Linked DNA regions of Sus scrofa: region 1 is linked to region 2. The links are chromatin contacts, called in public HiChIP or PLAC-seq maps. All regions are on one chromosome and are shown on one strand. Each heading gives the region's core, a stretch centred on a gene start, on an enhancer-like site or on the middle of the called end of the contact. The rest is flanking DNA. Distances are from core to core; before and after follow the strand shown. Region 1 overlaps SLC7A2 (solute carrier family 7 member 2). Region 2 overlaps MTMR7 (myotubularin-related protein 7).

Region 1 (5,551 bases), core at 343-2,842, 180 kb after region 2:
TCCAAGGGTGAAAAGAAGTGAAATGTAGAAATATGGCCAACTTATATTTCTATAGCTCTTTGCCTAACACCTTTATATCACTACTGTTAATGTCTGTTTCAAAGATGGAAAGACCAAGAGTCCAGGGACTTGCTGGTAATTCCAAGAGCTTATTGGTTAGACTCAGAGCAGGGTGACCTCTCTGGGCCCCAGCTATGTCCCTGCATATTGCACCCAAACACCAGCAGTGTCTTTTATTGTCTTCACGTCATGACGTGGTTTCCAGACCCCTCACCCTATCCTGGTCACTCTTCACTGGACACATTTGGTCAGCATTTAAGGAAAAGATGATGGCTGCAGCCAAGCATCCATCCATTCGGGATATAGCTGAGTGGCTGTATGTCAGGCATTCTCTAGGAATTTGGAATCACCAGTAAACAGGACAGTCAGATGAAATTCCTGCCCTCATGAAGCTTATCTTCTGAGGGTTCTAACAGATCTCAGGTCTCTGCCCCCCAAACAACACAAGAGGAGATGCAAAAGGGGGACTGAGGAATTGGAGTAGCAGTTTCTGTGCTCTTAAGAAGTTAAGATGGGAATTCTATGTGAAGACTTATATATATAGATATATCTGCATACACACACACTGTATCTGCTCTTTCCGCCTTTAGATCCCTTCAAACAGATTCCTTCTGTAGATGAAGAAAATAATGTCGACTGCAAGTGAGGTATACCAGTTTATTTCCAGGCACAAAAGGAGGCCATAGAAAAACTTTTTTAGTAGACAAGAAAGGTCTGTGATATTATCGGAAGCTATTTGAAAGAAAATCTAAGCCAAGTGAAAGTTGTGATTTGCAGGGCCCAAGACATATTTGTTCTGTGATACGTTTTGAATTCAGATGTATGAAGAGAACTAAGAATATTAGGTATAAGTGTTATATGTTTTAGTATAAGTAGTAAAAGTCTTCACCTTTTTATTGCAGAAGTGTTCTTATATGAAACTGTTGGAAATTTTTGTATCTAGAAGTAATGAATTTTAATATATGTTAGAATTTTTAATACAGACATAAGTTACGATGCTTATGTAGGTTTTGTTTGTTTGTTTGTTTGTTTTGGTCCTTAAATTTTTTCTCTGTTGTTTGTATTTTAATAACTATTACACTTTCCATCTTTAAGTAATAGTCATTCAGGCATTTGAGAGGCTCAAGTCTATTGGAGATGAGGTGTTTTTTTGGTTTTGTTTTTGTTTTCCTTTTCAGAGCTATACCTAAGGCATATGGAAGTTCCCAGCTAGGGGTGAAATCAGAGCGGTAGCTGCCAGCCTATGCCACAGCCACAGCAGAGCCAAATCCAAGCCACATCTGTGACCTTCAGCACAGCTCATGGCAATGCTGGATTCTTAACCCAATGATTGAGGCCAGGGATCGAACCCACATCCTCATAGATACTAGTCGGGTTCATAACCCCTGAGCCACAGTAAGAGCTCCCTGGAGATGAGGTTTTAAATTTCCAGTATGCCAATTATATTTTTGGTATAATGACATCTGGATAATGACCTTCATCATCAGCCGAGTCTCGGGCTGCCAAGGGCCTGGGAACAGCTGGAGTTCTGCATTTCTTCCTGCAGACGTGGTTATGTGGCATAGAGGAAAGGGCATGGACTTTGGACTCAAATCAAGCTCTGTGATTTTGAGCAAGTTCCTTGACATCTCTGAACATCAGTCTTATCCTCTGAGGATGGGACATTTCCCCTGAGGTGGCTGAGAGGATTCGATAGATAATGGATGGCAGATAGGAGAGCAGTGAATGACCCCACTGATGACTTTTTATTTTCATCTCCTACAGCCTGTGGTAAATGGCCTTGCTTAAAAAAGGAATCTTCTTTCAATTCTTTTTTGTCCCCAGAGGATAGCCTCAAGTATTTATTCCTTTTTTTTTCGCCCCCACCCCGCAATATCCAAATCTAAAGGAACAGCATCCCGCAGCTCCATCGATTCTGAGTTTCTCTTCAGCAAGCTATATTGAGCTAGGTGATGTAATCATTAGCTAACACTGGCTTTTAACCAAGCAGTGGCGACAAATTTCTTTCCTCCAGACATGCTCTGCATAGCATTTCATCTGAGTTTAGAATATGTACTTCATAACTGGACTATTTATTGGCAGAGAGCTGCTTGTGCTTCACTTGCAGGATGTGGTTGATGCTTGGCTTGTCAGAGTGCTCTGCTCCCTCGGCCCCGGGATCCTCGCCAGGATTCTGAGCTCTGGAGAGAGAGAGAGAGATGCACTTCATGTGTGTCTCTTTAGATGGAGCAAACCAGGAAAAAAACCTTCAGGGGCCTAACAAAAATAGACAAATCGTGACATTTGATGGCATTGCTTCTAGAAGGCTAAGGCCCTTGTTGTATCTTTCTGTGGGAAGTCAGACGTGATTTTGTGTCCTGACTTTGATACACATGAGCTAATGCTTCACTTCTCTGAGCTTTGGTTTTCTCTTCTGTAAACCAGGCATAGGATAGTACCTGCCTTGTCGGGTTGTTGGGTAGTTTAGTATGGTTAACATGTGTATTGCACTTAGCCTACCTCCTAAAAACTACAGTGCTCTTGATAAGTGTGAGCTCTCAGGAGTAGCAGCAGAAGTAAAAGTCTTAGTGGTGGTAGTATTTTTGTGTTTGATATATTTGATGAACCTGTCTTATTTCAAGAATACCCAGAACTTTTCTTAAAAAGTTTAAACTGGTGGGAGTTCCCACTGTGGCTCAGTGGGTTAAGGACCCGATGTAGTCTCCGTGAGGACGCAGGTTCAATCCCTGGTCTTGCTCAGTGGGTTAAGGATCTGGCATTGCTGCAAGCTATGGTGTAGGTTGCAGCTGCAGCTCTGATTCAACCACTGGCCTGGGAACTTCCTAAAGCCTTAGGTGCAGCTGTAAAAAGAAAAAAAAAAATTTAACTGATGACTGAGTTCTCTTTAAGCAATATCAATGAAAGTCTCACTCTTGTTTATTATTCCTGCTGCCTTTTCTCTTCCCTGGATAATTCTAAGTTGCCAGTCTCTGAATCCCACTTCTTCCAGCTCTGACCCCTGAGGCCAGCCTCTACTGAGGGTATGGTGTTCTCAGGCTCTTCTTTGCCGCTGACTCCACCCTATGTGCAGGTGTTTGTTTCCAGTTGCCTCGTGGCTTCAGACTGTTTCTCTTACTTGTCACCCTGCTGCCCCATCTGGTCCACTTCATTCATGTAAAGGTCACTTACATAAAGAAAATTAAAGTCTCTCCAGATCCTCAGAATAAGTGTGGCCAGGTTCCAAAAACCAACGTTCACACGCAACAAACTGACTTTTTTTTTTTTTTTGTCTTTTTGCCATTTCTAGGGCCGCTCTGTGGCATATGGAGGTTCCCAGGCTAGGGGTCTAATCGGAGCTGTAGCCACCAGCCTACGCCAGAGCCACAGCAACACGGGATCCAAGCCGGTCTGCAACCTACACCACAGCTCACGGCAACGCCGGATCCTTAACCTACTGAGCAAGGCCAGGGATTGAACCTGTAACCTCGTGGTTCCTAGTCAGATTCGTTAACCACTGCGCCACAACGGGAACTCCACAAACTATTTTGATGCTTAAAATATTCTTTTCTACCTCTTCTCCACAAGGCCTTCTAGGCACCTGGCTTCTTCCGTGAATCTTAGCAGTGGATCAAGCATCATTGTCTCCCAGTAGAGCATTTGATAGATTGAAACATCTTAGTCTCCAACAATGAATAGGGGAAAGGAAGAGGGTTTTTTTTTGTGAAATTTTATTTTTTACAGAATAAAATACATACATTTAAACACAGTTACATTCACACAGATTATTATATCATGGATCTGAAGAAACAGATTAAGTGACTCCCACTAGAGAAGTAGAATGGAAAATATGCTGAGACAAATAGGAAATTTATTCTATACTTTATCCCAATTTTATGGCTTTCATCTTTACTACTTAGTTTTATCTATTACATTTCAATTTTTCTTTAAAAATTAGCATTGGCGTTCCTGTCGTGGCGCAGTGGTTAACGAATCCGACTAGGAACCATGAGGTTGTGGGTTCGGTCCCTGCCCTTGCTCAGTGGGTTAACCATCCGGCATTGCCGTGAGCTGTGGTATAGGTGCAGACGCGGCTCGGATCCCGCGTTGCTGTGGCTCTGGCATAGGCCGGTGGCTACAGCTCCGATTTGACCCCTAGCCTGGGAACCTCCATATGCCACGGGAGCGGCCCAAGAAATAGCTAAAAAAAAAAAAAAAAATTAGCATTATATTAAAATTGTTATATTATGCAACTAAAATTTATAAAGAAGAAAGCCTTATATACCATTAAATATTTTATATAGCATAATAAAAAGAATAACTTAACTGGTAAGAATAACAAAAATAATACACCCTCTGAAAATAAGTAAAATATAAAATGCATAAATTGGTTAAAAAACAATGTAACTATATAAATATGTCCTCACAATTTGTTACATCTTATGATTCTTCAATATAGGCATTACACCATTCTAGGTGATGTGATAAACAAAACATTATAGACCTTACATTGTACCATGGAGAGAAATGGTTATTAATAATACAATTGTAGAACTGTATTTTTTAATTGTACAGTGGCATTGTTTAATTATAATTATCATAAATTCTTGATGGAGAGAAAATCAGAATCAGATGTAAGAAGACTTCAGCATTCCAAGAATGATGTCAAATGACCCCGTTCATGGTGGATTATGCACTTATTTACTATGAGATATATTTCTTCTCCAGAGATTCCTTGTTTGTGTATCAGTTGTAGATTTTTGGTTTGCAGTTATTCTGAAGTTTTGATATGAGTCTATATGTATGTGAGATTGTTTTAAGTTGTTGTTCCCTTAATTGAAAGTTCATCTCCAGTGTCCTGCATTTGTACCCACCTCTTCTCATGATTTCTGATTTTGGTGGTATAATTGTGCATGGATGATTTGTATCTTTACTGTATATATACCTTTACTGGTGAGCCTTGTCATTAGTGGAATTTTTGTTTCCTGTTGCTGTCTTTTCTTTTCTGCCTAGAGAAATTTCTTTAGTATTTGTTGTAAGGCTGGTTTAGTATTGCTGAATTCTCTCAGCTTTTGCTTATCTGTGAAGTTTTGATGTCTCCTTCAAATCTGAATGAGAGCCTTGCTGGGTAGAGTAATCTTGGTTGGAGGTTTTTTCCTTTCATCACGTTAAGTATATCATGCCATGCTTCTGGCCTGCAGAGTTTCTGCTGAAAAATCTGCTGATAACCTTATTGGGGTTCCCTTGTATGTTACTTGTTTCTTTTCCCTAGCTGCTTTCAAGATTTTCTCTTTGTCTTTAATTTTGGTCAGTTTGATTAATATGTGTCTCAGTGTATTCCTCCTTGGGTTTATTTTATATGGTACTCATTGTGTTTCCTGGATTTGAGTGAGTGATTACTTTCCCATATTAGGGAAATTTTCGGCTATTATCTCTTGGAATATTTTTTCTGTCTCCTTCTCTCTTCTCCTTCTGGCACCCCTATAATATGGATGTTGGTGCGTTTCACGTTGTC
Region 2 (5,547 bases), core at 2,375-4,874:
AAAATACAGGTCAGCTCTCATTTCACAAGTGATGGTTTGTTTACAGTTCCTTCACTGTGGTATTTTCTGGAAGACTTGAGTCAAGACGTAAGTGCCCAAGCATACTAATCCTGATTCTACTGAACCAAGGAAGGCTTTTCTATCTTCTTTGGTCCCAGGGGATGCGGCATCTGTTTAGAAGTATTACACTGGTAAACCTTAAGGTCTAATATTAATGAAAATCCTTGAATGTTGCCATGGTAAAAGTAACAGAAGATTTTTCTTCCAGCAAAGATATTCAAAAGTGGTCACCAACGAGCACTTGAGTAAGAGTGCTATGGAAGAAAGGACTTAGATACCCAACTCTGGGACTTTCCCAGTTAGAACCCCATCATTCAAGCCTTGCAGTTCAAGGACTGCTGTAAAACCGCAAAACAGAACTGCCCTAAGAGTCTTAGATGGAAGTGAAGGAACTCCTGCCAACAACCCTACCCAATGGGAGTAAAGCATGTGAACTTAAATATGAGACCTATACCTCTCAACGCTCCTAGAGCATCAGGCTGGGGGTCTTCCCTTGATTGAGAATGGAGATAACCTGTATTTTTCAAAACTAAGCCAGGTATGCAAACCCATCCATAATATTATCATAAGTAATTTCATCTCAGGAGCTTATCTTTTAGTTAACATGCAGCGTGAAAAAGCTTTGGACCTCAGTGTTCTGTCTACCTATCACAAATATAACATTCCAAAGTTTATGGGGTTTATACATACAAAGCCCTTCTGAAGAATCCTATAAATCCATTAAGAAAAGAAATAACATTCCATAGATTTTGTCTAAGTGTATTTTACTCTGTGCATCAGTGACACATGCAGGGAAGAGGGAGTCTGATCTTCCAACTCTGTCAGTAATTAACAGTATAATTCTGCTCAGGTCATTTAAACCCTTTGGACCTTGATTTCTTCATTTTAAAACAGGGAAGGTGCACTGAATTATATTTAAGTACCTTTATATATGATTCAATTTTGTTAAGACCAAATTCAACTTCGTTAAGTCTTTGAAAGCATCATGCATTTGCAATACATAATAACCATTAACAATGTTTATCAACTATGCCAGATAACAGACAGTTCACTGGTACTTCCTGCAACATAAGAGCCACGCACACAAAAAACCCCACAAGTAGTTAAATTCTGAGTCAGAGGTGTCAGCAATGATAAAGGAAATAATGCTGAGATTTCTAGCAAAAGGCCCATCTTAAGAAAACCCTCCTGTGTTCCCCTAGACTTTAGTTTTATATAACTAACCCATACACCTTAGAATCATGATGTGTATGCAGGCAAGAGCAGATGCTACTGTTGAAGGGCATGAGCTTCTCAAATTCCAGCTCCTTCCCCACCGGGTGTGTGACCTGGGCCAGGTACTGAGCCTTCATCTTCTCAATGAGGGGAAAACACCTCCCTCAGATAATTCTCAAAGGATGAAATAATACACATAACTTATGCTGGCAGATAGCAGGTTCAAGCACGGTAGCCACGATATACATTTTCTCATTTGTTCATCCAGCTGGTTTCCTTAGAAGCAGGGGGCATTAGGCTCATTCCAATTTATGAAAGCTGAAGTTCCTGTCATGACTCAGTGGTTAACGAACCCAACTAGTATCCCCGAGGATGAGGTTTCAATCCCTGGCCTTGCTCAGTGGTTAAGGATCCAGCGCTACTGTGAACTGAGGTGCAGGTGGCAGATGCAGCTCAGCCCCTGAGTTGCTGTGGCTTTGGAGTAGGCTGGCAGCTACAGCTCCGACTGGACCCCTAGCCTGGGAACTTCCATATGGCACAGGTGCGGCCCTAAAAAGCAAAACAAAACAAAACAAACAACAACAAAAAAAACTTCACCATCCAAAGTTGCAGCTTCTAGTCACATGCGGCTACTGGACCCCTGAGATGTGGCAGGTCTGAATTGAGACAGGCTGTGCATATAAAATACATCCCAAATTTTATTTTATTTTTATTTATTTATTTATTTATTTATTTTTGTCTTTTTGCCATTTCTTGGGCCGCTCCCGCGGCATATGGAGGTTCCCAGGCTAGGGGTCGAATCGGAGCTGTAGCCACCGGCCTACGCCAGAGCCACAGCAGCGCAGGATCCGAGCCATGTCCGCAACCTACACCACAGCTCACGGCAACGCCGGATCCTTAACCCACTGAGCAAGGGCAGGGACCGAACCCGCAACCTCATGGTTCCTAGTCGGATTCGTTAACCACTGCGCCATGATGGGAACTCCTATATCCTAAATTTTAAAGACTTAGTATGAAATAAAGAATAAAAACTATCTCACTAATAGATGAAATGATAATATTTTATATGTACTGGGCTAAAAGCAATGTATTATTAAAATTAATACACCTACTTTTTAAATTTTTTTTTTTTTTTTGTCTTTTTGCCTTTTCTAGGGCCGTGACCTTGGCATATGGAGGTTCCAGGCTGGAGGTCTAATCACAGATACAGCCGCTGGCCCGCGCCACAGCCACAGCAATGAGGGATCCGAGCTGCGTCTGCGACCTACACCACAGCTCATGGCAACGCCGGATCCTTAACTCACTGAGCAAGGCCAGGGATCGAACCCGCAACGTCATGGTTCCTAGTTGGATTCGTTAACCACTGCGCCACGACGGGAACTCCTTAAATTGTTTTTTAATGTGGTTACTAGAAAATTTTAAATTATAGATGTTGTCCACACTTTGACCTCCTTCACACTTCTGGGACAGCAGTGATTTAGACTGCTCAGGGAACATTAGTCTGATTTGTACGCTTCAAACACTTTTGCACATGTGCCCCTCCAGTGATTTTTAAAACTACGTACCCTCATGTGCAGCTTGGAATGATGCATCGTAATGAGACTGGAAGGGTGTTTGCGCTTTGCAAGGCAGCAGAAAGGTACCTGGTGAGGTGAGACAGGCTGCTGGCTCACACCTTGTCTACAGCATCTCTAAGGCAGGCGGTATTTTAGGAAGGAGCATGTGCAGAAATCAGGGCCAGAAAGCTATTCAGCCAGGATGTCTCAGGAAATCTTCCCATGTGTTCAGGGGGTGTACAAGCAGCATGGAGATAGACGCTCAATCTGCAGCCATGGGCAGAGCTGGTTCCAGTGAGAGAGTGAGCCAGGCACCACTCTGTTCTCGGGGGTTGCTCTGTCCTTGGGGATGCTGCTGCAGTACCAGCCAGGCACTCCACACAACCAGCCTTGGTCTCTGTCCCAGCCCTGGCCATGACTCAGACGCTCAACCTAATCCTAAAACACGCACATTTCACATTCCCGTGGTGGGGTGTCTCAGGACCCACTGAGGCCTTTAAATCCCCTACAGACAGCATTCACTTGCAAACAGTTGGGTTGTTTTTGTTTTTTCACTTTTTTTTTTTCCAATGAACCGGCCAAACTTTCTGGTTGTTCCAATGGGACTTGGGGCTAGCTGGCATCTTCCTTCATTTCAGAAAGTCCAGGGAACTGGAGGGATATCTCGGCACCTGACTCTAGAGCTCAGTCCAAGAACAAATGATCCTTTTCGCCCTCTCTTCTCACCAGGCATGGAAATGACAGCAAGTTTAAAAATAAAGATGCCATGCTTTCCAGCTAACCTGGGCCTTGGCAAGAGAGGACGGACCAGCTGGCAGAACAAGGCCCTGCAATGTGCGGGAGAGGCTGCCCTCTGCCCTGAGCTCTGGCCTGAGTCAACCCCCTTCCTTCCACACCAAGAATGGCCCTTTATTAGCATGTCTGCTTTCAGAAACATTAAACGTGAGTCCATTCAGCAAAATAGCCTCCCCAGGTTTCCTGCAAGGTGACTGCTGAGAGGGTATTTTACCCCAATGCTGAGTGGCAGCTGTGAAGAACAAACAGCCCTGCAGGTGATAAACACACATGGGCAGATGGGGGACACTCGAGACTGAAACAACTCCTGGATTTTTAAATATAAAACTGGTGAGTTTGTTTGAACAAACTCAGGATAAGGCAGAAACACTGACCTGTTCACTCTGGTTGCCAAGTCCAAGCCAATATTGACAAACCATTCTGCTGAACAAAGCTCATTTCAGCTGACCTCAGAGGCATAAGCCACAGATGACAGCAAACCATACTTACTAACCGGGAGTTTAATGCCCAGGTCCAGTGATATCTGTTTCACATAACAGGGCAGCTGTATCCCACAAACATAAACATAACCCTCAGAAAAGACAAGATGATTATGGTGCCTGAGGAAATATGAAATGTGTTTGGAAGGAAATGAACCTCCAATGATCTTCCTTAAATACTTCTTATCTCACTTCTTCCTATACAGGGGCTGGTGGGGCCAGTGAGGGTGCAAAGTCGCCATGTGAACCCTGTGGGAGTGGTCTTGTCTCCTAAGATCTCACGTTGACATGTACATGGCACTCCCTTAATTGCCAGCCTGACACACAACCGAGTTCTCTTCAGGTGTGATTTGTCTCTTTCCCATTCTGAAGTCAAGAAGCCAAGCCCAACCAATGAAATGGTCTTCAAAGAACTAGCAAAATGATGATAATCTCCCTTGACTAAGCATCCCAGCAGGTGCAACCATCCAAGGGGACTTAATTCTGGCCTGTACAAGGGGGATGTTTGGTAAAGCCCATTTTGTAGTCTGCCCTGTTTACTTAGAGCCCATCATGGTGACACAGAATAAACTGCAGTGAACTGTGTTGAGTTCACTGCTGTCAGTGGCTCCCCCCACCTAACTCCACCCATGCCAACTGACGTGGACCCTCTTTATAGAGCACTTTACATTAACTGGACAGATCTGTAAATAAGCTTCTCCACTGGACAACCAACAAAGTTAATGCTTATTCTTTGAAACAGTTCCGGCTTTGTTGGTAATGCTATTTTCTGAGATCTCCACACAATTAATAATTCCACAATTATTAATAAGCCATTTTTGAATACTCTTGTTCTCCTTTAAAGAATTTGACGATAATATAGAATGGCAAGGTGCAACCCAGCCTAAATGCTGTATACCTGCTTGCATTAGCATCATAGATAATAGTATATACAAACACACATGTGCATGAGTGTGTCTAGCTACTAAAAACATGTATGCATATGCAAATGAATGTACACATACACACACACTCCAGTAATACTAACTGCCCGAAGAAAATCAAGCATCAGCCTCACAAAAGAATGCCCCAATGACATTTATTAGCTTTGCATATGAATTTTGTGCCTAAGGACACAATGCTCAGAACATAAGTTTTAAACTATATATGCCCATTTATATTACTTTTCCATATATAAGGCTTGGGGGGCTTGGTCATTTTCTCTCAATGAGCAGGAACTCAACTAATTAGAGCTTAAGGAATGATAAAGTCTAAAGCAGAAGCGTAAGGCCAATGGAACAGAGAGGTCTAGTCTGGGAGGAGGAAGGGGCGCTGGGAGGCTGGGAAGACGGGTTGATGTGATGTGTTAGTGTAGATGTTGGAGTGATGAGTGCATATTGTGTGAGATTAAGATGCTGGCAGCAAGTAACTGAAGTGTGGAATCAACAGTGTGGGTAACCGAG

What was found. HiChIP or PLAC-seq counts read pairs in DNA pulled down with a chosen protein or histone mark.
Region 1: an H3K27ac HiChIP or PLAC-seq map of skeletal muscle shows a contact between it and region 2. The contact joins two enhancer-like sites. A contact is called at or near these places in 2 of 47 Hi-C or Micro-C datasets (liver and skeletal muscle) and 1 of 2 datasets of contacts at active chromatin or transcription factors (skeletal muscle).

What each region holds. Positions count from the first base shown.
Region 1 is chr17:5,209,984-5,215,534 of Sscrofa11.1, forward strand. All of the region lies in intron 1 of SLC7A2 (solute carrier family 7 member 2), which reads left to right. Among named protein-coding and RNA genes, the nearest start is that of SLC7A2, 21 kb to the left of the region's middle. Within about 2 kb of position 1,593, at least 10 of the 83 cell types and tissues checked have an H3K27ac peak or open chromatin away from gene starts, as enhancers often do. A contact at or near this core is called in skeletal muscle, where this site is marked.
Region 2 is chr17:5,026,292-5,031,838 of Sscrofa11.1, forward strand. The region is part of intron 8 of MTMR7 (myotubularin-related protein 7); the gene reads right to left. Among named protein-coding and RNA genes, the nearest start is that of CNOT7, 79 kb to the left of the region's middle. Within about 2 kb of position 3,625, at least 8 of the 83 cell types and tissues checked have an H3K27ac peak or open chromatin away from gene starts, as enhancers often do. A contact at or near this core is called in skeletal muscle, where this site is marked.